Regions from separate parts of the Mus musculus genome. Here all the other regions are linked to region 3. The links are chromatin contacts, called in public HiChIP or PLAC-seq and promoter capture Hi-C maps. All regions are on one chromosome and are shown on one strand. Each heading gives the region's core, a stretch centred on a gene start, on an enhancer-like site or on the middle of the called end of the contact. The rest is flanking DNA. Distances are from core to core; before and after follow the strand shown.

Region 1 (3,417 bases), core at 834-3,333, 580 kb after region 3:
TTCATAGACAATACATATCCATAGTTATTAAAGCTCTTAGTTAAGACTTTCTCTTTGAATGGCTACTATACCTACTTAACATTGTGCTAGTTCTAAGTCCATGATGATAATACGGACACATTTTACTAACCTATTTGCTCCCAAAGAATAGACAAACCATTTCAACATGGTGCCTCATAGTGGTGGTATCCTCAGGGATCTAGGGAGCCCACTGGCAAACAGCATCTATTTCATGGGTGTAGAATGTGTGGTGTGGAGAAAATAGTTTCTGAGAAGGGATGCCACCTGAACTGCAAGTTGAAGGATAAGTAAGAATTTCCATTGAAAAATACATTCTAGAAAGAAGGATAGGTGTGATCAAGCTTTGGACTCAAAGCCTACCTGACAAGTTCTAGGCTGCCCAGGTGTAGCCAGTAGGAACGAGAAGGATACAGTAGGGAAAAGTGAATCAGGAGAAGGGTACCTGGGTTTGCATCCTATGTTGTTTGAAGTTTTGTTCTGAAAGTGTTGGGAGTATTCAAGAGTCTTCAGGCCCAATCAATATCAGCAGATGCTGGAATGTTGTGGAAAGAGAAGGAAGAAAAAGGAATAAATATGAAGCCATTATGGCAAATGCAATAACATGACCCAACTAAATCATCAACCATAAGACTGGAAAAGAGAGGACAAAAGCCCAAAATATGAAAGTATAAAAATGAAAATATTTGGCAAATGACACTTGAAGAAATGGAGAGACAACTGAGGAATGTAGGATAACTTCCAAGCTTCTGTGGGCCTTTGGTGAATGCTAGATTTTGTGTAAAGTGAGAATCAATGAGATAGGACAAAATCAGCCACATACCTCATGCAGACTAGCCTGATGTGCCTTTAAAATAGGAAGTGGATCAATTCTATGGACAGTTCAAAAGAGCAAGTCTTGGCTTTTGAACTGTCCATAGAATAGCTGAGATGCCAAGAACTGTTCTAATACCTAAACAAGTCTCTGTGAATTACCTGGGAATGGATCATCGTCATTCTCTACTATGACCATTGTCATCTAGAATCATACACTTCAAATTAAATAGTGAGTTTGTTTGTAGAGTAAATGTTAGAGGCTTAGATTCCTGTGGGAGTCCACTATTTCATCTAAAGGCTAAGTGGCTGTTGAGGACTCCTTGCACATTTGAGCATTTGCCGAGGCTCTCGAAGTTGGCCCCATCCTCATCTCATTCATTCTCTAACATGATGTATCAAGAATGTAAGAGAGGATCCTCCATTTGGAGAGCTGGGTATGTAGACACTAGCGCTCAGTGTACTCAGTTTCTGAGCCTTTCCCATTAGTCGTTCCTTTTTGAGTGAGAATAGCTAGGGAACTCTAGAAGACACAGGTTTAGGCTCTCCTAAATGAGAGTTCGGGTTAGAAAGGGGTAACTTCTTAGATGTTTATCTTACCATGGGAGAACATTCATTGAGAGGACTAGACCATAAGGCAAACTGGATGAGAAGAAGGACAAAAGGTTGGCCATCAAGTATCATGCTCCACATTTAAGGAAGAAACCCAATGGCCAGAACAAAAGAACTCCTCAGCAGAGCTAGCATGGCCCGTAAGGGTCTCAGAGACACACAATGAGGGGATTCTGCAGCAAATAAGAGGCAGAGGGTGCTTAGAGATGGAAGGTAACATGGCAATTTCCTACCGTGCACATCCAATAGAAGAGTTGAGCAATCTGAGCCATGTCTACCAGCAGGCAGATAACTATGAGGCACACACCCCTCTGCTAATGCCCAGAGCTTATACAAGCACCCCACTCTCACACCTCAGTATTTAATCACCCTAGAGAGATGATATAGGAAGAAAGGAAGCATATGCCCTTAGATGAATCTTATAAATGATTAATATTTTTCCCTTAATCTATCCTAAAACAGACCTAACTAAAATATCTTTGAAGGAATGTTGGTTATACTGTCACATAGGGTTCAGGCTGAAAAGATTAATGTGGTTACAGAACTCAAAAGTAGGTAACTGTGGTGAACAGTGAACGTGACTCCAGAATTACTGTCAGGACATGGCAGCAGGCTGGAGGCTAATGAGTCATGGTGTGGAATTCTGCAAACAGATGGAAAGAATGTGGCATTAAAAAGAGTCATCCTGCAATCCCAGCACCTCGGAGCTGGGGGCAGGAGGTTTAAGTCCAGCCTGTGCTACTTGAGACCTGCTTTCAAACAGTCAAGCAAACACATACAAATGTGAATCTTTTGCTAGGAAACTTGGGGCAAATTAGTTGGTTTCACTGAGCTCTAGTGTCTTCCTATGTAACACGCCATATGACTCATCTTTCTAATATCTGCAAGCAAGATCTCTTTTATCTTATATTTACTTCTAACTGTTCTCAAAGTTCCTTTTTAAGTGTTAAATTTATTGGTGGGACCCATTAAGTCTTGAAGAGATGGATCAACTTTACTGTGCTTTTGTTTCTGTTTTGTTCTTACGACCAACTGTGGTTTTCAAAAATTACCTTTATTTTTCCCTAAATTTAAACATGTGATTTGAAGTTATTCTCTTCCATTTGCTTTCTTGGGCTTTGTCTTCTTCTAAGATCCTAAAATTTGATCTTATCTTCATTGATTTTCTTGATTTAAAAATATATTCATAAATATGAATATACTTCAGGATGCCATTTATTTGTAAATACAATTTTCATTCACCTTGGTACTAAAATATTTATATTGTGAAGCTAGAAACAGTTATAACCCCCAGTTTAACATAATTATAGCTTATTTTATTCCTTGGGTCTGATGTGTGACTTTTTATTTTTGCTAAGCAGTTTGTGACTTATAAAATATTTGAGTTTTAATATCTAAGCAATTTTATTTTAAAAATAGTCATACCTAATACACAATTATTATTTTATAAAATATACAAATATTTACTACAAGATATTGATTATTTTTCTATTGCTACACAAGTGTGTCTTTTACTGGTAAAACAATATGATGCTTGAAGTACATTGTTTTGCTTTCTTTATTCTCCTCGATTTTTCTGTTTATGTCTTTTATTTGCTTCTTACAGACTTATAAGTAATTAAAAATATTGATGTTTCACTTATATCTATTTTTAAATCTATTCTTGTTTTAATTTAAAATAGATTCTCTTCTCATACAATACATCCTGATCACAGCCGCCCCCACACACACTCCTCCCTTTTACACTTATTTCTAAGAGTGGAGTTTTAAATAAATTTTGATGCCTGCTATATCATTCTTTCATACATTCATATCTTCAGCTTAGCTATTTTCTGTTAACAATTTAAAAATAATCCTAAAAGCGACTAATTTACATGCCTTTTAACCTTCTGTTTGTTTTGGGCTCTTGTTAATCCTGTTGGTTCCCCAGTACCTGAAGACTTGAGCAATTGACTGCTAGATTGCTTACGTGTT
Region 2 (3,742 bases), core at 804-3,303, 800 kb after region 3:
TGGCCATTTCACCTGGGTAGCCTAAGACCATCGGAAAACACAGAGACTTACATTACAATTCATACCAGTAGCAAAGTTACAATTATGGAGAAGTAACACAGATAGTTTTATGGTTGGAGCGTCACCACAACATGAGGAACTATATTGAAGGGTTACAGTATTAGGAAGGATGAGAACCACTGCTCTTGGTTAGTGCTGAACCTACCTTGAAATTGAAAGTCAGGAAATTCATAGTTTCCTTTAACTAGCTTTATCATTCAGATCTCCATACCCAAAGAAAACTTCCAATGAAATAGTAAGACATTTAACTCACCTTGTCTTTTAGGCAATAATGTCTGGAAATAGAGCAAATAGCTCACCTGACAAAAGCAAATATTTACTTGACTAGTTCCCATTCACAGACAAGATCAGACTATGAGCTCAGCAATTTAAGGTACACCCCCTAGAAATACACATGGCATATTTAAATGATATATATTTATGGTCAGCTATCTTAAGACCTTAGGATTCTCAATGCATCTTTCTCATTCTAGCATGTAGCACAATATATAGTGTGCTATGTGAACACACATTGGAATATTTGCCTGAACAGACAAGATTGAAGTTATGCAAAGATATAGACCTTTGCTTGAGTTATTGAACAGATTACAAATGAATTTTTCCTTTCCAAAAGAAGTGGGGGGAATCACTTCACAGGATTTTTTTTCCTTAATGCTCCTGCAAAGATCAAGTGTTTGCTATGGGCATACTCTGCACAACTCCCATTGTTTTTGTTATATAATGGTGTTTCTTCCAAGATTCATGCTAAGTCCTAGCAGCCAACATCCAGACAATGTACAAGTTGAGCAGAATCAAAGAAGTGAAGGGCAGTTAGGATTTCCACCATATAGTCCTCACCCTAGGAATCCTTAACTTGGTTGGATGAAGGGTGTAGCAATTAAAGATGGACCCATCTAGATGAAAGCAGTAATTAATGTATCATCAAGGCACTCTTTGGGAACATGAAAACACCATGAACCATGTGCCTAGTCAAAATCAATCTTCCAGTTATGTGTCTCCGCTTAAATGCAATGATAATTTTGGAGGGAGGGTTACCATTTGAAATACTACTGAGATGAATCACAGGGAATTTGTGGATGTCATTCTGCATTGCCCATTGCAAAAATCTTTTCCCCTGGAGAAGTGAGCCAGCTTAAGAGAAACCCCTAATAAGAAGAAACTAAGCAATAGCGTCCTCTGCCACTGGAAGTGAAGAGAATATGGACCTGGAGTGAGGGAGAGGGGGGAAGGATAATTTGGTTGCACATAAATACTGTGAAGGGAAAAAGGACAGGCATCTATTTTTAAGCCTGTGTCCTGGGAAACTATATTCCCTGTGCTTAAAGCCAAGAGCCTTCTTACACAATAAATAATTCAGAAACCCCACAACGAGTGCCTGGCTAGGACACCTACTTCCTGCAAGCTGCCTTTTCAGCTAATCTTGGAAAAGGCCATGGATCGACCTGCAGCTCAGACGGAATCTCTGCTTTCCACCTAAGGATTAGGAGCAAGGCCCTCAGCCAGAGGACATTAGGCGGAAACCAATACAATCCTGACATTGTTGGGGCTATTTATAGCTTATTGTTTCAAGAATTTGGAAATGACTGGAGTCCTTGTGGCAAACTTGAGATCTCATGTATGAATTTGGCAGGCTCTTTTCCTGGAGCAGAATTCAAAAACAAACTCAAGATACCGTGCACTATTGAAGGGAAATAAGACAACCCCAAACTCCCTTCTTTTTGCCCTTCTGGGTCTCTCAAGTTCCTTCCCTGACATTCACCTCAAATGACTTTAGTGAAAAAGTCAGTAGGTTTGAAGTTCTCACAAATCCCAACTTTTTCAGGGCAAAAATGCAAGGAAGCAAGATGCTCAAATGCTTGCTGTTCAGTTGATCACTGAATTTAGTGTGATCTGTGCAATGCTAAGAGATTCACATGTATTGATGCAAGTCAATGGCTAACATGCAAATTACAACTTTGGTGGAAACCCCAAGATGCCATTGAATGCTAATTTATGACTCCATGGAAAGGCACTATGTACCAAGGCAATCAAGGCTACATTGTTAAAGGATGGAATGTCTGGTGTTTGTTTGTTTGTTTCTTGTCTCCTCAGACCCCAATTTGTGGTCCTTCTGAGCTCTTGTAGAATATATATAGTCAGTTAAAAACTCCCATAAAGGCAGTAAGAAAGGTGGAGAAATGTATTCCTCAAGGGAAGAAGAAGGAGGAGGAGGAGGAGAAAAGAAGAAGGGATAAAGAAGAAAGAAGAAGGGGCAAGGGGAGGGGAAGGAGAAGAAGAGAAAGAAAAGAAAAAGGCATTTTTGTGTGAATGGCAATTTTTTCTTTCTTTCTTTCTTTTTAATTTCTGCAAAATTTTAAAACTCCTCAAGGTTACTGACATATGCAGGTGAATAGCAACATGTTATTTCATTATTTGCTGGGCTAGAGAAAGAAATGAGATAAAATTCTTTGGGGCCTTGAAAATTGTATGTCCCATTGAAAAGCCTCTATAAATCTGTCAAGTAAACAGCAGGTGTCCCTACCCTTTGCTCTCACTCCTCTGCATGCGACCTCAGAAAGAGCAAGCAGGAAACGTCCTTGTCTACTGATATTTCCTCGGGCTGCCAAATGCTTATTTGCCCCAAGGGGCATTTCTGGGGTCTGCAAGGGAAAATATTTCAACTATTATGGCTGTCAAACCAGATGGCTTGGACACAGGTATTAGGTCTAATGACAAAATGGGAACCGGTCGCTTTGATCAAGTCAGTTTTTATTACTGGGAACACTGACAGGTGAACCAGGCTGCTGACTGGAACTGCACTGAAAGTTGGGATGGAGAAAAGTAAAGTTTTAAAATCATCTCTTTACAAATAAGGGCATCTAGCTACTAGTTTTTCTAGATAAGCTGTGGTCTTTGATCTAGAGCAAATGCCTCATGGTTATGGAGGTCATGGTTCAGCAAAAAGTAGAATGCCTGGACGTTGGTTGTGATATTCACCTACCTTCTTTAAAACCAGTGTGTTTGGAAAAAGATAGAAGGTGTTATGACACAGAGAAATTAGCTGTTAAATATAAAGAGATACGTTCTTTGAATGGGCTTTTCAAAACCTAGAATAGATATGATGATTCAGTGTTACAGCCTCCTTGTCTTCCAGGTTCTGTTGCCCAATGTATCTATTAGTTCTGTTATACCTCCCATGATTCTTAAAATCCTGCTTTGTTCTCCTATTAATGCAGGTTACATCTCCATAGCGCCTTTTATCTCCTAGCATATTGCAAACATCAATTAGCTGAGCTACCCATCACCCCTATGTGGGTAGAAATACCCTATTATCCTAATTTGAAAGCTGGGAGAAAGAGGTTAAGTGAGGTAAGGTGACTTGCTAGTCGGTGGCAGAGGCTGAAATGGTCTTGAAGCTTGATATTTGGTCATATACATTAACTAGCAGGTGGTGCTAACAACTAACATGAGAACTTCTAGGGTTGGTCTTTGTAACACTTGGGGATATAAGTAGTAAGGTCTATTGCATAAAGTCCTCCAGTTTTCACATTATTCCACTTGTGCTTCTAAAAATAAAGTTCCTTTGAGAAACCTAAAGAGTGCCTTTCAACTTAGCAACTAAAACAAATATCTTAGAAACTAAACGTATTTTGTTATTCTAGGTAAAGCTATTGTCCAAAGCCTGGATCAGGAAGAAATGGCT
Region 3 (3,314 bases), core at 1-2,500:
TCTTGGTCTTCATTTTTTAGTTCATTTACTTCCACCTAAGGAAACAAACACACAAAAAATGGACTATTTCATACCCTGCACATTAAATACAAGCACTCTTCCAGTTATAGCATTCAATGATTTCAAGAAGCAATTTCAATTCATGACATTGTACATCAGGCTCTGTGTACAAATCATTTATTAAGTACCTTGGATAAAGATATCAATAATTTATCTGCTAACTCTTCTTGCCGTGGCAGGTCATCTGGATCAACTTTGATTAATTCTTTCCACTTTATATTAGGTGGCATCTTGAATTCTTTCACTGTCTCTCAGCCTCTACAAAGAAGCAGGTGGATTTTAGCATTTTCAAGGAAAATGGCCTTGCAGTGTTTACATGATCATGAGCGGTCTTACTTAACTCTCTAGGTGCTGGCTAAGAGCTATGGCTCCTGAACTGCAAAACAGATGCAGAGGCAAACAGCCTCGACGAAAATTAGTTCCCCTGACACAGGCTATACGATAATGTACACGCTAAATTATTATTTTCTTGCTAAGACGAATTCGGAGCTAAAACCCCGAGGCCCCTTTTCCAAGTCCCCTACCATCAATGATGGTACCAACTCCCAAGATGTTTGGAAGTTTTTGAAAACCTTCTGAGGAAAGGGGACCAGAGGATTTTTAAAGTAGATAAAAAGACTGAGCTAAATGAAGTGTTTGCGGAATCAAGCTCAATCAGGGAGGCCGAGACGACACTGCAGACAAGAGCGACAGAGGTCTGGATAGGTAGGGCTGCACCCTGTCCCTCGGGATTACGATCCTGTGAACGACACTAAGCGGCTCCGGCTCACGAGGATCCACCCACCGAAACCAAGACCTGCCACCAGCAGCAGTCACTCATCTACAGCGACCACCTCCGGGTTCGGCCACCGCCCCGGCCTCACGCTTCCCAGAGCGGTCCTCGCGCACTCAGGCTGCTCCCGCCAACTCTTCCCGACCGAGCCGAAGCGGCGCCGGCTGCTAGGCGACACCACTCCCCGCCCCCCAGCCTGCCAAGACCGGAACTAGGCCCCGGGATACCTGGGAAGACTACATTTCACGACCCTGGAAAAAGCTTTACGGCTCTATTTCCCCTCCAAGCCCTCCTTACTGTGGATGAGGGAGAGCCGTGAGATGAGGACTCTACGTCCCAGAGTGCAGTTCGGCGTCGCGGCTGTGCATCCTGGGATTGGAAGTTTTTGGGAAGAGCGGCGCGTTCCCGGCGTGCAATGCGGGAGTCTGCGGCCGCCCTGGAAGAGCTGGGGGAAGGCTCGGGAGGCGGGAGGAGCGGCTGCTAAGGTGCGGCCGCCCCGGAGTCCGAGCGTGGCAGGCTATGACTGTGTTTTCTGCGGAGTCCTTCTCCGGTCCACCATCCCAGAAGCTTTCCTGAACCGTCTCCTGGCGGAGCCGCCCTCAGGTGAGGTCGGGGCGTGTCAACCCACAGCCAGGAGTAGCTCAGGGAACCTTTGCGTTTTTAGGGAAGCGCTAGCTTGGGGCTGCCGAAGGGCTGGCGGATCTTGCAGAGGTTTGGGAAAGAGTCCTCCGGCTACTCAGGTAGGTGCGAGGGGCTCCCAGTTAGTGGCTTCCCTAAGAGGGGAGTCAATAAAAGTTTCCAGCCTCCTTGGTGTCTGGGAAAGTGGAGCGCCCCCACCCCCACCGCACCCCCTGAGTTCACGCTCTGGTTGAGTGAAGAAGGAGCGTCAAGATGGGGCAGCCTCCTGCAGCAGCTTGCGGATTGTAGTGCTTATTAGGTTAATAAGAGTGGAGTGAAGGCCAAGGAAAGAGGAGCCTTAGTGCGCCCAAGGCTCTTAAGCCGGGCTGGAGGGAGGGAGGAGGGCCATGCCAAGCGATGGCATTTTGCTGTCATTTGCTGGGTACCAAGGGAGTTCTTGGGGGAAAGTGCCTTCTCCTTCTCAGATGTTAATCTTCTTACTCAGGGAACTGTTGCCAAATGCACAGCTATTCTACACCAGCAGGTAACTTTAGGAGCTGTAAGCATCTATTTGAAAGAGTGCGTCTCGTATATATGTATGAATGTATGTATGTATGTATACGTGGATAGATATATAAGGTACTTATACATATCATACATAATAGATATTAAGTAATTAAAAGAAAAATGTAGACAGTTACATTTTTCTTTTGAAAAGATTTCTGCGGTTGAGAAAAACAAATAGCACAAAAAAATGGTATTTGAAACAAATTTTAAAGACGTTCTTCAGATTTGTAGGCCTGATTGCAGTGTTTGCTTTATTTCTAAATACTGTTTAGTTTTGGAATTATTCTTTGTGGAGATACAGCAGTATTATCCGCATTGTCCATCTAAGAGATTGAAGCTCGGAGAGGTTAAACGCTGTTTTCTTATTTAATGTGATGAACACAATCATTCATTCTACAAGCTAATGTTTGTGAAATGCGTGATATAGTTGCACTTCCCAGTTTCTCTTTTAAACGTTAATACTAAGCTTTACTTGTGTTTTGCACATTTAATTTTATGGCTTCATTTACTCAAGAGTTTGAATTATTTTTCCTGTTCATTTTGTCAGTAGTACTAAGAAATGAGACTAGTATTTATTAAACACATGTAATATGTTCACTAGTATACTACCTTAAGAATTTGCTGTTTTTAATCACAATACCTTGATTTTTTTGTATGATTTTAATACATATTTTCTATTACTCATTTACTATTTTTGTGTCATTTTATTGGTCTCTCCACCCCTGTTTCTCTTCATGTTCGTAATATCTTCAAGTAATAAATTGTATTCTCTTCAGAAGGGAGAAGTTCAAAGTCATTTATTAGTAACTGATGAAGCTAGGATTGTATATCTCAGTGAAAGTAACAACTTAAGTATATTCTTTATTAAATTCCATTCTGTAACTTAACGGTATTTTTGAGCTAATACGCTTTTCTTGGTATAAGAATACTGCAGGAAACAAATTATATTATGATCCAGGTTTTTATATTGCACTTACCTGTGAGTCAGGGCATTTAACTGAAGTTCTGGTTCTGCAGGTTGCTATATAATTTTCAAATGGCTAAGATAATTTTTCTTCAGAATTTCTCCATTTTTCAAATTTTTCCAAGAGCTGGTTTGTATGTGACAGTTCTATCAATAGCCTTGTTGCTGGAGCACTTGCCTGGACCTGTGTTCTATCTAGCCTGGGCTTGTATGAAGAGCTTTATCTAACCCAAATCACTTTGTGACAAAGCCCTGCCTCTTGTAATTGTTACCTCTGTTCTCTGTACCAATGGACTTAAATTCATTACCTGTCCTTTGCTGATTTCCTGAGAA
Region 4 (3,654 bases), core at 217-2,716, 870 kb after region 3:
GAACCACATGGTGGCTCACAACTATCTGTAATGAGATCTGATGCCCTCTTCTGGTGTGTCTGAAGACAGACAGCAACAGTGTACTCACATATATAAAATAAATAAATCTTTTTTAAAGAGAGAGAGAGAGAGAACTAGTAGAGTCAATTATTAATCGTTTACAACAGGCACCAGTCAACCAAAGAGGATGTGTTAAAAACCCATTTGGAAACCACTTACTTTGCAAGCTAACTAAGATACACATAATATTTAAAAGCAATTTGAACCGAGGTACATGGGTAGACAATGCTTCCCCCAGAAGACAGGAAGAATTATTAAATAAAAACCACAGTGTCAAGCATTGGGTACCTCCCTTTGAGTTATTGGTCAAGGGGGTTCCAGAGGCCCACAAAACAACACAGCCTGTCCTCATCGCCCTTGGCTGCCCGCCCGAAGGAAATGGCAAGGCCCTATTGCATGAGCTGCAGCACACTTTGGTTGCAAAGACGTAGAGAAATAAAACTGGAACTAACGTGGAAACCTCCTCTCTCGTGGCTAGATTGCATAGTGCCAGAAGATGCTATGTACCCTGGTTGGAAAGAAAAGTGACCAATGGTATATTACTCAGTAGAGGACAGTGCATGCTACAATACCAATGAGCCAAGCTAGACTTGCCCACTGATCCAGGAAGTGGCACAAAGGTTACGGGAACATCTGCATTCTGATTGGATTTGAGGTCTGCTACGCAGGAGTTCTCTCCTGCCTACTACTGCAAACCTGGCCAAAAGCTCATGGTTCAGGAGGCCATAGGCCCTAGGGGAGAACTACCCTTCACTTGCTACAGGGACCCATCGTCAAACTGCCTCCCGGGTGTTTATTTATATATACACACGGGCTAGCGGTGCTCTGAATATCCAAATAGTGCAGTGGTTCATAGCTAATATGGAAACTCATAACTGGCCAAGGTTCTGAGATAAAAGATTATTGAATGTTTTCCCCTAAAAGGGATGACTATGTCATCTTTTGTCCAAGGTTCAGAGAATGTTGCCTATGCGGGAGGGGAATTTAAGAATCATAGGATGACGCGGATGCTGTGACGTGCTCTCTTCTGGACGTGACACCTGGTTACCCACACAAGACTTCTACAAGATATTGCCTCTGAGATCACTCAGCATCCCAGCACGCAGTACGAGGGTTACAAAACAAATTGGAGAGGCCATGAAGGGGTCGGATGTGCTGGGGGGAGGGGGTACCTGGGGTGTGAGAGGGGGAAGCATATGATAAAAATACAGTTTCCATGTATAAAATATATTCTAGTAAAATTTTCCTCTCAAACTAAAATTTAAAGTCAGATCTAAAGGATTCTCATTCGTTCCTACTCTCAGCTCCGGATTGGTCAAAGCTTGCTAGAATGGGGAATTTTCCTCTCAGGCAGGATGGTGATTGTGAGTGGTTGAGATGGTCACACAGTAAATGCCTTAGCGCTCTATCGCCGACAGATGGCGCTCTAGCCTTAGTGGTCAAAGACAGCCCAGGCTATTCCCTCCCTGAAAGTTCCGTTTCTGTTAATAAAAAAAGAATAAACACAGACACGGGTCACTGGACTGTTGTAAGCAGCGAGAACAATTGAAGAATTCTATTTAATTCCCCATGGAAATTACTCTCAATACAATTTTAAAGTGAATAAAAACTCAGTAGCTCTTGGAGCCGAATTCACATGTGACATTATTTTGACTGGGGAGGCAAAAACACGAACACTTTTAAGTAGCAATTTTAAAAAGAAGAAAAATTGGACGCTCTGAACAAAGAAGAAAAGATGTAAACCGGGGAGCAGGGGACATCAATTACAGGCATTAAGCGTTCTAAATGAGACCTCGTCATTTGCAGGCTCTGCGTCTTCTGCCAGCTCTCCAGTCTCCTGGAATCTCTGCGAGTTGGTGTCAGTGGTACTGGACTTGCCTAGGAAAGTGGTTGTGATGAGAATTACGTATTTATCACATACGTTACAAATCATTTAGAATGCAGCCGGTACTTAGTAAAAGAAGATCTCTTACTCAGTGCCTGAGAAAACACAAACATGTCCTTCAGCTTCTCCGCCTTGGATTCGTTCGTAATCACAATCAAATCGAACGCACAGGTCCTTGTAAATTTTCGGAGTCAATGGAAAGTTGTAAATGTTTATGTGTTGTGTCAGCCAAACTTTGAAGAGATGTCATATTGATATGACAGGAAATTTATATGTTTTTAAGTGTGGGGGAGAACAGATTGCATACTACTGCTGTAGCAAAGCCCCAACATTGTTTAAAGTAATCTATTGCTGGCAAGATATAAACCGAAAAGATAATGCTAATTATTTCTGAGCCATGAAGCCTTAGCTAGTTTTAGTCTGCTTAGTACATCTTTAATACTTTTACTAAAATGGGTGTACATTTCTACCCACATAAAAACCTTGTTCAATGCAGTGCTGTAAAGCAGACACGCCATGTGTATCATTACCACTGTACAGCCTCCTCTTTACGGAGGAGCCCCTCCTAGGAGTCAGGCATGGCTTAGAATTCTTAGGGGGGTGGGAAATGGGGGAGAGGGATGAGGGGATGGGATGGGGTAGGGACAGGAGGGGGGACAAGAGGGAAGGGAGCCCAGCCAGTGTCAACAAGATGCTCAAACAAGTATTAAAATGGAGAAAATTGACTCTGTCTCATCAAGTGGGATTATGTCAAATACTTCACAAATACATATCAGTTTCACTAACCATACCAGTGGGAAAGACTTCTGTCATTTGATATATCAATCTGTAATTAACATAGGCTTATGTCACCAAAATTTTAAATACATACATACTTTTGACCCATTTCTTGGACTATAACCGAGAGAAACATGTGCACTGAGGACAACAGTCAAGGATTGTACCGGGCTGTGGTGGCGCATGCCTTTAATCCCAGCACACGAAAGGTGGAGGCAGGAGGGTCTCTGTAAGTTCAAGGTTAGCCTGGTCTACAGAGTGAGTTCTACGACAACCCTGGGCTACACAGAAATCCTATCTCGAAGGAGGAGGGGAGGGGGAGAAGGAGGAGGAGGAGAAAGAGGAGGAGGAGGAGGAGAAAGAGGAGGAGGAGGAGGAGGTGGTGGTGGAGGAGGAAGAGAAAAAAAGAAGAAAAGAAAAAAACAAGAGTGGATAGGCAGGATTGTAAGAACAAAAGATGAAATATCTTAGCTCTGTGAGACATGTATACTGTGGACAGCTTTGTGGGTTTATTATAGCTTGAATGTAATTGGCTCCATAGGCCTACGAGGAGTGGCACTGTTAGGAGGTGTTGCGTTGTTGGAGGAAGTGTGTCACTGTGGAGGCAGGCTTTGCCCGGTATGACACACAATCTCCTTCTACTGCCTTCAGATCAAGGTGTAGAAATCTCAGCTCCTCTAGCACCAGATCTGCCTGCATGCTGCCATGCTCCCAGCCATGATGATAATGGACTGATTCAATTAAATGGTTTCCTTTATAAGAGTTGCCTTGGTCACAGTGTCTTCTTCACAGCCATGAAACCTTAGCCAAGACAGGGTGCTAAGCAAAGTTCTCTAGGTTTCTGACTATGTCACAAAATGACCTCCTACACACATTACGTACCAAGAAAACTTGAACTCAAGGAATTCCATCAAAACTACACCATTTATATT
Region 5 (3,711 bases), core at 1,082-3,581, 900 kb after region 3:
GGATAAAGACCACACAGCAGCAGCACAGGATAGGAGACCATTTCTGCTCGGATCCCCGAAAGAGAGCTTAGTTGGTTCTGGCTCTGTGCAAGTGTGCACTCTTGGCTGCTCTGACCCCTTAGGTGATTGACTAATGTGTATCTTCTATCGCCAGTGTAATGAATGCCTTAGCCTGTCTCCCTAGAAAAACCTACTTTAAAGGTTTGGGGTTTTTCCAGCTTCCCTTCTTTAATGAAGCCCACTTAGATCCAGAAAGCCCCTTTCCCTCTTCCAGGGAAGCACCCATTACCCACGGTGCAGATCTACTTGTCTGCCTCCCTCCCTTATTATTTATTAAGTCACTTAATGGCTTTTGTTTATCGTGGGATCGAGCATGAGTTGAACATGATTGCTTTCCAGTGAACGAATGCAGTTAAACTATCTTCTCCTCCTGTCTGTTGAGGCCTTTTAGCCAGATTAAGCCACTTATCCAAGGTTACGTGGCAACCTAATACAAGAACCCATAAAGGAAGACAGGAAGGACCTTCAGAGTCTGCCCAGTAATCAAACTCTCCAGTCAGCTGCTTTCATAGTTGACATGATTGTGTCTGACAGCGACACCTTGCCCTGAGTCTCACATGGCTATTGGCAGGCTTTTATCTTTAACTTGTTTTTTTTGTTGTTGTTGTTGTTGTTTTGTTTTTGTTTTTTTCAGTACCAATATCTTGGGTTTTGCCTTAGGAAACTACTTATCAACATCTACAGTTAGAATAGGACCAGATATCATCCCTTGACTGTACAAGAAGACGTGGCCTAAGGCTTCCGAGTAAAGCTGTTCGATTCCTCGGAAACCATTCAATTCTGCTAGGAAAATCAGGGATTGTTTCAGCCCAGGACTTGCCAGTGCTAGAGAGGAGATATTCTGTTTTCCCTGAACTTGCTAAGTGGAACTGAAGGACGAAGATCTCAGAGAAAGCAGTCAAAACTTCAAAACTGTAAGATTTCTGAGAATACTGACTGCCTGCAGTCAGTCACCTCATATGCCATTATACGGTGGCCTCCTAATATATGGAAGACCGGGGTAAGTTGCACTCTGACCCAGTATCCCTTTCGTTTCTGATTAGCATGGAACACAAAAGGCATTTCACATGAGATTAAGAAGGTAGAAATGTAGACAGCCATGATTTTTTGTGCATATAAGAACCGGGAAGGGGCACCAGGTACTGATAAATGTGTGTTCTTTGTTCTCTACTGACCTGTGTTTGTGAGACCTGGATATGCATTTACTTCAGTTAGAATCTCATACAGTCTCACCATCTCCTAGAGGAAGCACATGATTAGTTTCATGACAAAAGATGCTTGCTTCCCATATGCAGGAAGGAGTCAAGAGATGATCAGGGACTGGCCAGGGCTCCTGTACATTCTCTTGAGTTTCAGCCATGCTCAGGAGGGCCAACTTCACCCCAGTCTCCCATTCTTTTCCACTTTCAAACCAGTTTCTCTATCTGTCAGCAAGTTCTAATATCTCTGAGTTCTAGCAGTAGAAACAAAAACAGCTTATGGAGGCTAGCTAATCATCTTGTCAAATTCAGATAATAAGGTTGTGTGACTGTGTGAATGTATGTGAGTGTGTGAGTGTGTGTGTGTGTGTGTGTGTGTGTGTGTGTGAGTGTGAGTGGTGTGTGTATAAGTTTGTGTATGAGTGTGTGTGTGAGTTGAGAGTGTGTGTATGAATGTGTGTGAGTGTATGTAAGTGTGAGAGTATGTGTGTTTGTGTGTATGAATGTGTGTGAGTGTGAGAGTTTGTCTCTGTGTGTGTGTGTGTCTATGTGTCTGTGTGTGTGTGTGTGAGTGTGAGAGTGTGTGTGAGAGTGTGTCTGTGCGTGTGTCTGTGTGTGTTTGTGTGTGTCTGTGTGTGTGGTGTTTAGATCCTTCTCTGGTTGGATACACACTACTCTCCTTGGACATTTCCCTTTATACAACTGATATTTAATCAGTATGAATGTGGTTTCTATTACTGAATACTAAAAAGAATTAATATACACAATTACCATATCTTAGCTAAGCATGGTACTCTGGTGGCAAGATCCATGCTTCTCTCTGCCTTGAGTTCTCAGCAGGCAGCAAAATGCCAGCTACATAGCAGACACTCAGCAAACACGTGTTGAATGAACAGACAACACATGGTTACAGAATTTAAAAAAAAAAAATGTCCCAGGGCCCCTGAGGCAAAGCTTCACACAATCTGAACGATGTGGAAGATGAAAAGCAGGAAGGGAGGGCAGCCCCCGGGCTCTGGAGAGAAGCCTGCATCCGAAACACAGCTGAGCCTTCCAGCTGGTGGCCTGTGGGCAGGCCAGCACAGGGCTGACAGCTCATGTTCGCCCCTGGCATGACAGGTGTGCTGGGGCCAGTCCGTCCTCCACGGAAGTGAGCTTCCTGTCGCTGCTGACAGGGACTCGCTAGATGTAGGGAACAGAAGTGGTGCAGGAAGAAGTGTTTTAAATAGAAAATGCTGAACGGGTATCAGGTTCCTAGAAGAGGAAGAATCGGAGAAAGGTGATTTCAGAGTAAGATACTCCACGGCTCATAAAGAGTCTCTCTCTCTCTCTGAGGTCAAGCACAAATGCTAATCATGTCTCTGCTTGCCTGGAACACTTTACCAGATCGTAGGGAAGCCCAGGGTCCGTGGAAACCACAGAGGTGGACATGCAGAGCAGAAACTTTCTGCTTTTTCTGGTAACTCCATCAACAACAAGCTGATTCAATTCTAAATACACCTGGGGAGGGGAATGAGGTACACACACTGAAAAGTGAATTAAAGCGGCGGGGGGTGGGTGTACAGAGGACTTGTAATGATCAACAGAGAAGTTTAACAGTCAATCCCAGGGCCTGAGCACAGGATCTCATATGGAAAAATATTTAGGTATAGACATGATTGAGTTAAGGATCTTGGGGCAGGGCAAGAATCCTGTGCTACCAACTGGGCCTTACATGTAATCACAAATGGCCTAATAAGATGGGGGGAGGGGGCAGGGAGATTCAACCACGGAAGAGAAGGTAGTACCCCCCACACACACACAAAAAAGAAAGTAAATGGACGAGAGATAACTGATGGTTTTCTTCTGATGATTAAGTGATGGTCATGAAGATGTAAGGATGAGGGAGATAATTGCTCTTTTTTTTTTAATTAGATATTTTCTTTATTTACATTTCAAATGTTATCCCCTTTCCTGGTTTCCCCTCTGAAAACCCTTATCCCATCCTCCCTTCCCCTGCTCACCAACCCACCGACTCCTACTTCCCTGTCCTGGCATTCCCCTACACTGGGGCATCGAGCCTTCTCAGGACCAAGGGCCTCTCCTCCTATTGATGTCCAACAAGGCCATAGAGGATTACTCTTGTAGCCCAGAGTCCAAGTGGCACATTAACCCTGACAAGTCCTTTAGACACTTAAAACGCCATTTTGGATTCTGGCCTTCAGAACTATAAAGAAATAGTGTGTTGTTTTTAAGCAGTCATATTGGCAATTACTGGGGACAGCAACCAGTAGGACTTCATATAAGGGACCAAGCCACAGAGCATTACCTTTCTGGACACCAACTGTAGGAAGCAGAGCCTCACAGGAGGCTTATAATGCAGAACCCACAAAGACTGAAGGTCCTGGATAGGAAAGGCACACGTCTCTGACACAGGGCAGCCTGCAGGAACCCCAGACCCCTTCCCTGTGTA
Region 6 (3,215 bases), core at 670-3,169, 560 kb after region 3:
CACTCTGCTTATCTCTTCTATTCCATCGCTGATATATCTCAGTTTACACCAGAAATAAATAGTTCTGATGCCGAAAGGCTTATAATATAAGGCTCAGCTAAGAATTATGCTCCATACTGATTTTCTTTCTCATAACTCCTAGGCTATTCGGAGATTTTGTTTGTTTTACAGGGTTCAGTATGAATTTGAAGATTGTATTTTTATCTCTGTAGTAAATGCCACCGGGATTTTGAAAGGATTTGATTGACTCTGTGTATTGCTTTACAGAGTGTGGATGTTCTAACAATATTGATCCTTCTAATACATGAGCAATTTGTCCTTTGTACTTTGATTTAAGTTCTTTTTTTACAGAGATTTGTAGTTTTCAGTGTATTTGTCTCTCTTTTTAAAAATCTGCTCAAGTTTGTTTCTATGTATTGTATTATATTTGGTATTGTAAATTGGTCATTTCCTTCAATCCCTTTTATATAAATACACAGGGAGATGCATAGTAGTAGCAGTGGTTTTAAGATTTTTGACTTTACATCTTTCAACTTTGTTGGTATTTATTTGTTCAAACAAATTTGTAGCCATAGAGAGTTCTCTATGTAACATTATGCTATTTCTAAATAGAGTTCACTTTATTTGTTCCTTTTCAATCTAGGCAACTTTAATTCCTTTTACTTACTCAATTGCTCTTTCAAGGACTTACAGTATTATACTGGATAGAGGTATGGAAATGGGGATATTTTTCTTGTTCTAGGTCCTAACAGAAAAAACTTCAAAAAATATTTTGTGTCATTAAAAATGAGGCTAGCTGTGGGCTTCCTACACATGACCTTTATTGTACTGAGATAGATTCCCTCTATGCCACTAGGAAAATTGGAGACATACGTGCAGCAGTTAGACCCCGAGTACACACTACACATACCAACCAACACGATGTGGATTAGAACTTAAGATTTGAAACTGTAAAAACCTTACACCAAAACAGACAAAGTTATTGGATATTGGTCTTGGCCACCAGCTCTTGGATGTGACATCAAATGCACGGGCAACAAAAGGCAAAAACAGACTGTGAGGTGTGAGGCTGTCACACTGAAAAGCCTTCATTCGCCAAAGAAAATGATCAGCAAAATAAAAAAGACAAGCCCTAGGCCGAGAGACAATATTTTAAAACATATCTGATAAGTAATAAATGCTAAAAATGTTGAAGGTATTCCTTCAATGTATAGCAGTGGAGCAAACAAACCCATTATGAAGCAGGTGAAGGAACCGGGAGGTGGCTGCTCTGAGACTGAAACATTCCATACTGCAGGAAGCTCCTAGGACAGAAGGTAAACAACCCAAAATAGCCTCAGGAATCCCTGAAAATGACCAGATTCACTTGGCCCCTCCCTGCTTAGAGTAAACAACAAAGAAGGCTGAGAGTCGCTCCCTGGCTGCACTACTCTGAGACCGGACCTGCAACATAGAAGCAGCAAAAACCAGGGGAGTTGCCTGGAAGAGTTTAGGCCACCAACAGGGTATCTTTGTCAGGCCACCCTCCAACGTGTCCTCCTGCCTGCAGGCTGTACATTGTGATCCAGGGTTCCAGCTTTTGTGAGCTGTCACCCGTGCTAGGGTGGACCTTGGTGATGTGGCTGTCTTCGTTATCATCTCAGCTCCTGTATGTAACCCCCTCACCCTTATTCCCGTAAGCCACCCCAATGAAACTCATTGCCAGTGAAAGCATACGAATACATGAGACAGTACAAAATCCCCAACTATCTGCAAAATTGAACTGCAATATCACTTCATACCCAGTAAGTCGGAAAATCAAATTACAAATGAAGGTGAGGAAGTGGAGTTTAATGAGAAGGGCTCTGGTACTGCTCTGGGATTGTTAGTTGGTATGGTCACTATGGAAAGCCCAAGCGCTCCCTTGATAAGCTGATCATAGAACTTTCATATGACTCAGCAGTCTCACTTCCTTGTATATACTCAAAGACGAAGGCACAATGTGAAACCTGCACTCTCAGGCTTGTTATAGCATTATTAGCAATAGCCAGAACACGAGGGGACCCTAAACATTCATTGTAAGCATCTTGAGATACAAGTGGACAGGCCTCGCTGTCCCGGACTACTCTAATGGCCCTGTCATTTCCAGCTTTCCCAGGCTGCCAAGCCCCACTCAACAGAAAAAAAGAATAAAGGCCCAAGATCAGGCGACAGAATCCCACCAATCATTGAGCTTGCTCCTAGGTGAGACTATAAAATCCCACCAATCCCAGGCCACCCTAGAATGCTCCACCCCCTAAGCAACCCCATATAAAGCCTGCCTCCTGCTTAGTTCTTTGCTGTTTCTCCCCTGAGCAGAGGCTTCTACTCTTTTATATCTTTGCGGGGAAGTAGGCAGAGGAGAACAAATACTATGTAATGTACCTCGGTGATAAAGTGTTGGGTTGTACCCTGGGGACAGTATTATATGAGAATTGTACTAAAATGGTCAGAGTCACAGCGGAGAGTAGAACTGTAGTTCTCAGAGCAGGGAGAAGCAGGATTAAGTCAGAAGGTATATGTTGTATATGATACATGTTAGAGTTCTACTGTAAACTGTAGTGACTATATTCAGTAATACTGTTCTTTATACTAGTAGGAAGGAAGGAGGGAGGGAGGAAGGAAGGAAGGAAGGAAAGAAAGAAAGAGAGAGAGAGAAAGGAGGGAGGGAGGGGAGGAGGGAAGGAGAAAGGAAAGAAGGAAGGAAGAAAGAAAGGAAGAGCTTAGAAAATGGCTCAGTGGCAGAAGAGCATGTGCTGTGCTCAGGACCTAAGTTCAAATCCCCAGAACCCCTGTGAAAATCCCGTGCACTGTTGTGTGTACCTGTAACCCCAGCACTGTGGAAAGCAGAGACAGAAGGATTGATTGCTGGCGTATGTCCAATGTCAGCTTAACTCCAAATTCAGTGAGGAAGCCTGTTGCTGAACAAAGCATAGATAGCCAAGTGATAAAGCATACTATCCTATGTCGTCCTCTGCCTTCTGCATAAGGATGTGTGTGCTCACTCTCACACACGTGTGCTCATTCACCACCCATCCCCTCCCCCGCACACACGCGCATATTTAAAAAAGAACTGATCTTATCTATAGTCATTATCTATAGAGTATATCTTAAGTCCAGTGCTTTTAGTAATTATAATAACAGTAAATAAGACAGAGGAAGGAACTCCTGGAGAGGATGCACGCCCATGAGATATG

Evidence for each region. Promoter capture Hi-C pulls out the DNA fragments that hold promoters and counts their contacts. HiChIP or PLAC-seq counts read pairs in DNA pulled down with a chosen protein or histone mark.
Region 1: a contact with region 3 is called in a promoter capture Hi-C map of trophoblast stem cells, with 3 times the contacts expected there. The contact joins the enhancer-like site here to the promoter of Tmtc3 in region 3. A contact is called at or near these places in 6 of 39 promoter capture datasets (the C10 cell line, liver, pre-B cells and 2 more), 1 of 484 Hi-C or Micro-C datasets (granulosa cells) and 1 of 9 other capture datasets (adipose tissue).
Region 2: a contact with region 3 is called in an H3K4me3 HiChIP or PLAC-seq map of neural tube, with 5 times the contacts expected there. The contact joins the enhancer-like site here to the promoter of Tmtc3 in region 3. A contact is called at or near these places in 5 of 39 promoter capture datasets (cranial neural crest, frontonasal cranial neural crest, liver and 1 more), 5 of 115 datasets of contacts at active chromatin or transcription factors (bone marrow-derived macrophages, embryonic forebrain, embryonic limb bud and 2 more) and 2 of 9 other capture datasets (adipose tissue and liver).
Region 4: a contact with region 3 is called in a promoter capture Hi-C map of the C10 cell line, with 9 times the contacts expected there. The contact joins the enhancer-like site here to the promoter of Tmtc3 in region 3. A contact is called at or near these places in 15 of 39 promoter capture datasets (3T3-L1-derived adipocytes, the C10 cell line, the HPC-7 cell line and 10 more), 1 of 15 datasets of contacts at CTCF or cohesin (large pre-B cells), 4 of 484 Hi-C or Micro-C datasets (bone marrow-derived macrophages, embryonic fibroblasts, gonadal supporting cells and 1 more), 10 of 115 datasets of contacts at active chromatin or transcription factors (astrocytes, bone marrow-derived macrophages, embryonic forebrain and 7 more) and 2 of 9 other capture datasets (adipose tissue and liver).
Region 5: a contact with region 3 is called in a promoter capture Hi-C map of liver, with 2.2 times the contacts expected there. The contact joins the enhancer-like site here to the promoter of Tmtc3 in region 3. A contact is called at or near these places in 6 of 39 promoter capture datasets (the C10 cell line, cranial neural crest, hippocampal neurons and 3 more), 1 of 484 Hi-C or Micro-C datasets (cortical neurons), 5 of 115 datasets of contacts at active chromatin or transcription factors (bone marrow-derived macrophages, embryonic forebrain, embryonic stem cells and 2 more) and 2 of 9 other capture datasets (adipose tissue and liver).
Region 6: a contact with region 3 is called in an H3K4me3 HiChIP or PLAC-seq map of bone marrow-derived macrophages, with 3 times the contacts expected there. The contact joins the enhancer-like site here to the promoter of Tmtc3 in region 3. A contact is called at or near these places in 3 of 39 promoter capture datasets (the C10 cell line and liver), 1 of 484 Hi-C or Micro-C datasets (granulosa cells), 2 of 115 datasets of contacts at active chromatin or transcription factors (bone marrow-derived macrophages and embryonic stem cells) and 1 of 9 other capture datasets (adipose tissue).

Annotation. Positions count from the first base shown.
Region 1 is chr10:99,908,842-99,912,258 of GRCm38.p6, reverse strand. It overlaps Gm35437 (a long non-coding RNA gene), which reads right to left. Exons shown (of 8, transcript XR_380747.2): 2 at 464-553. Among named protein-coding and RNA genes, the nearest start is that of Gm35437, 7.6 kb to the right of the region's middle. Within about 2 kb of position 2,083, at least 37 of the 459 cell types and tissues checked have an H3K27ac peak or open chromatin away from gene starts, as enhancers often do. A contact at or near this core is called in granulosa cells and trophoblast stem cells, where this site is marked.
Region 2 is chr10:99,684,987-99,688,728 of GRCm38.p6, reverse strand. All of the region lies in intron 4 of Gm35101 (a long non-coding RNA gene), which reads right to left. Among named protein-coding and RNA genes, the nearest start is that of Gm35101, 26 kb to the right of the region's middle. Within about 2 kb of position 2,053, at least 8 of the 459 cell types and tissues checked have an H3K27ac peak or open chromatin away from gene starts, as enhancers often do. A contact at or near this core is called in adipose tissue and neural tube, where this site is marked.
Region 3 is chr10:100,485,283-100,488,596 of GRCm38.p6, reverse strand. Tmtc3 (transmembrane and tetratricopeptide repeat containing 3) reads left to right here and starts at 1,250. Exons shown (of 14, transcript NM_001110013.1): 1 at 1,250-1,435. It overlaps Cep290 (centrosomal protein 290), which reads right to left and starts at 1,015. Exons shown (of 54, transcript NM_146009.3): 1 at 845-1,015; 2 at 189-318; 3 at 1-35. The coding sequence starts at 290.
Region 4 is chr10:99,617,458-99,621,111 of GRCm38.p6, reverse strand. The region is part of intron 1 of Gm20110 (predicted gene, 20110); the gene reads right to left. Among named protein-coding and RNA genes, the nearest start is that of Gm20110, 10 kb to the right of the region's middle. Within about 2 kb of position 1,466, at least 5 of the 459 cell types and tissues checked have an H3K27ac peak or open chromatin away from gene starts, as enhancers often do. A contact at or near this core is called in bone marrow-derived macrophages, where this site is marked.
Region 5 is chr10:99,590,966-99,594,676 of GRCm38.p6, reverse strand. No RefSeq gene overlaps it. Among named protein-coding and RNA genes, the nearest start is that of Gm20110, 16 kb to the left of the region's middle. Within about 2 kb of position 2,331, at least 45 of the 459 cell types and tissues checked have an H3K27ac peak or open chromatin away from gene starts, as enhancers often do. A contact at or near this core is called in hippocampal neurons, where this site is marked.
Region 6 is chr10:99,928,120-99,931,334 of GRCm38.p6, reverse strand. No RefSeq gene overlaps it. Among named protein-coding and RNA genes, the nearest start is that of Gm35437, 27 kb to the right of the region's middle. Within about 2 kb of position 1,919, at least 15 of the 459 cell types and tissues checked have an H3K27ac peak or open chromatin away from gene starts, as enhancers often do. A contact at or near this core is called in bone marrow-derived macrophages, where this site is marked.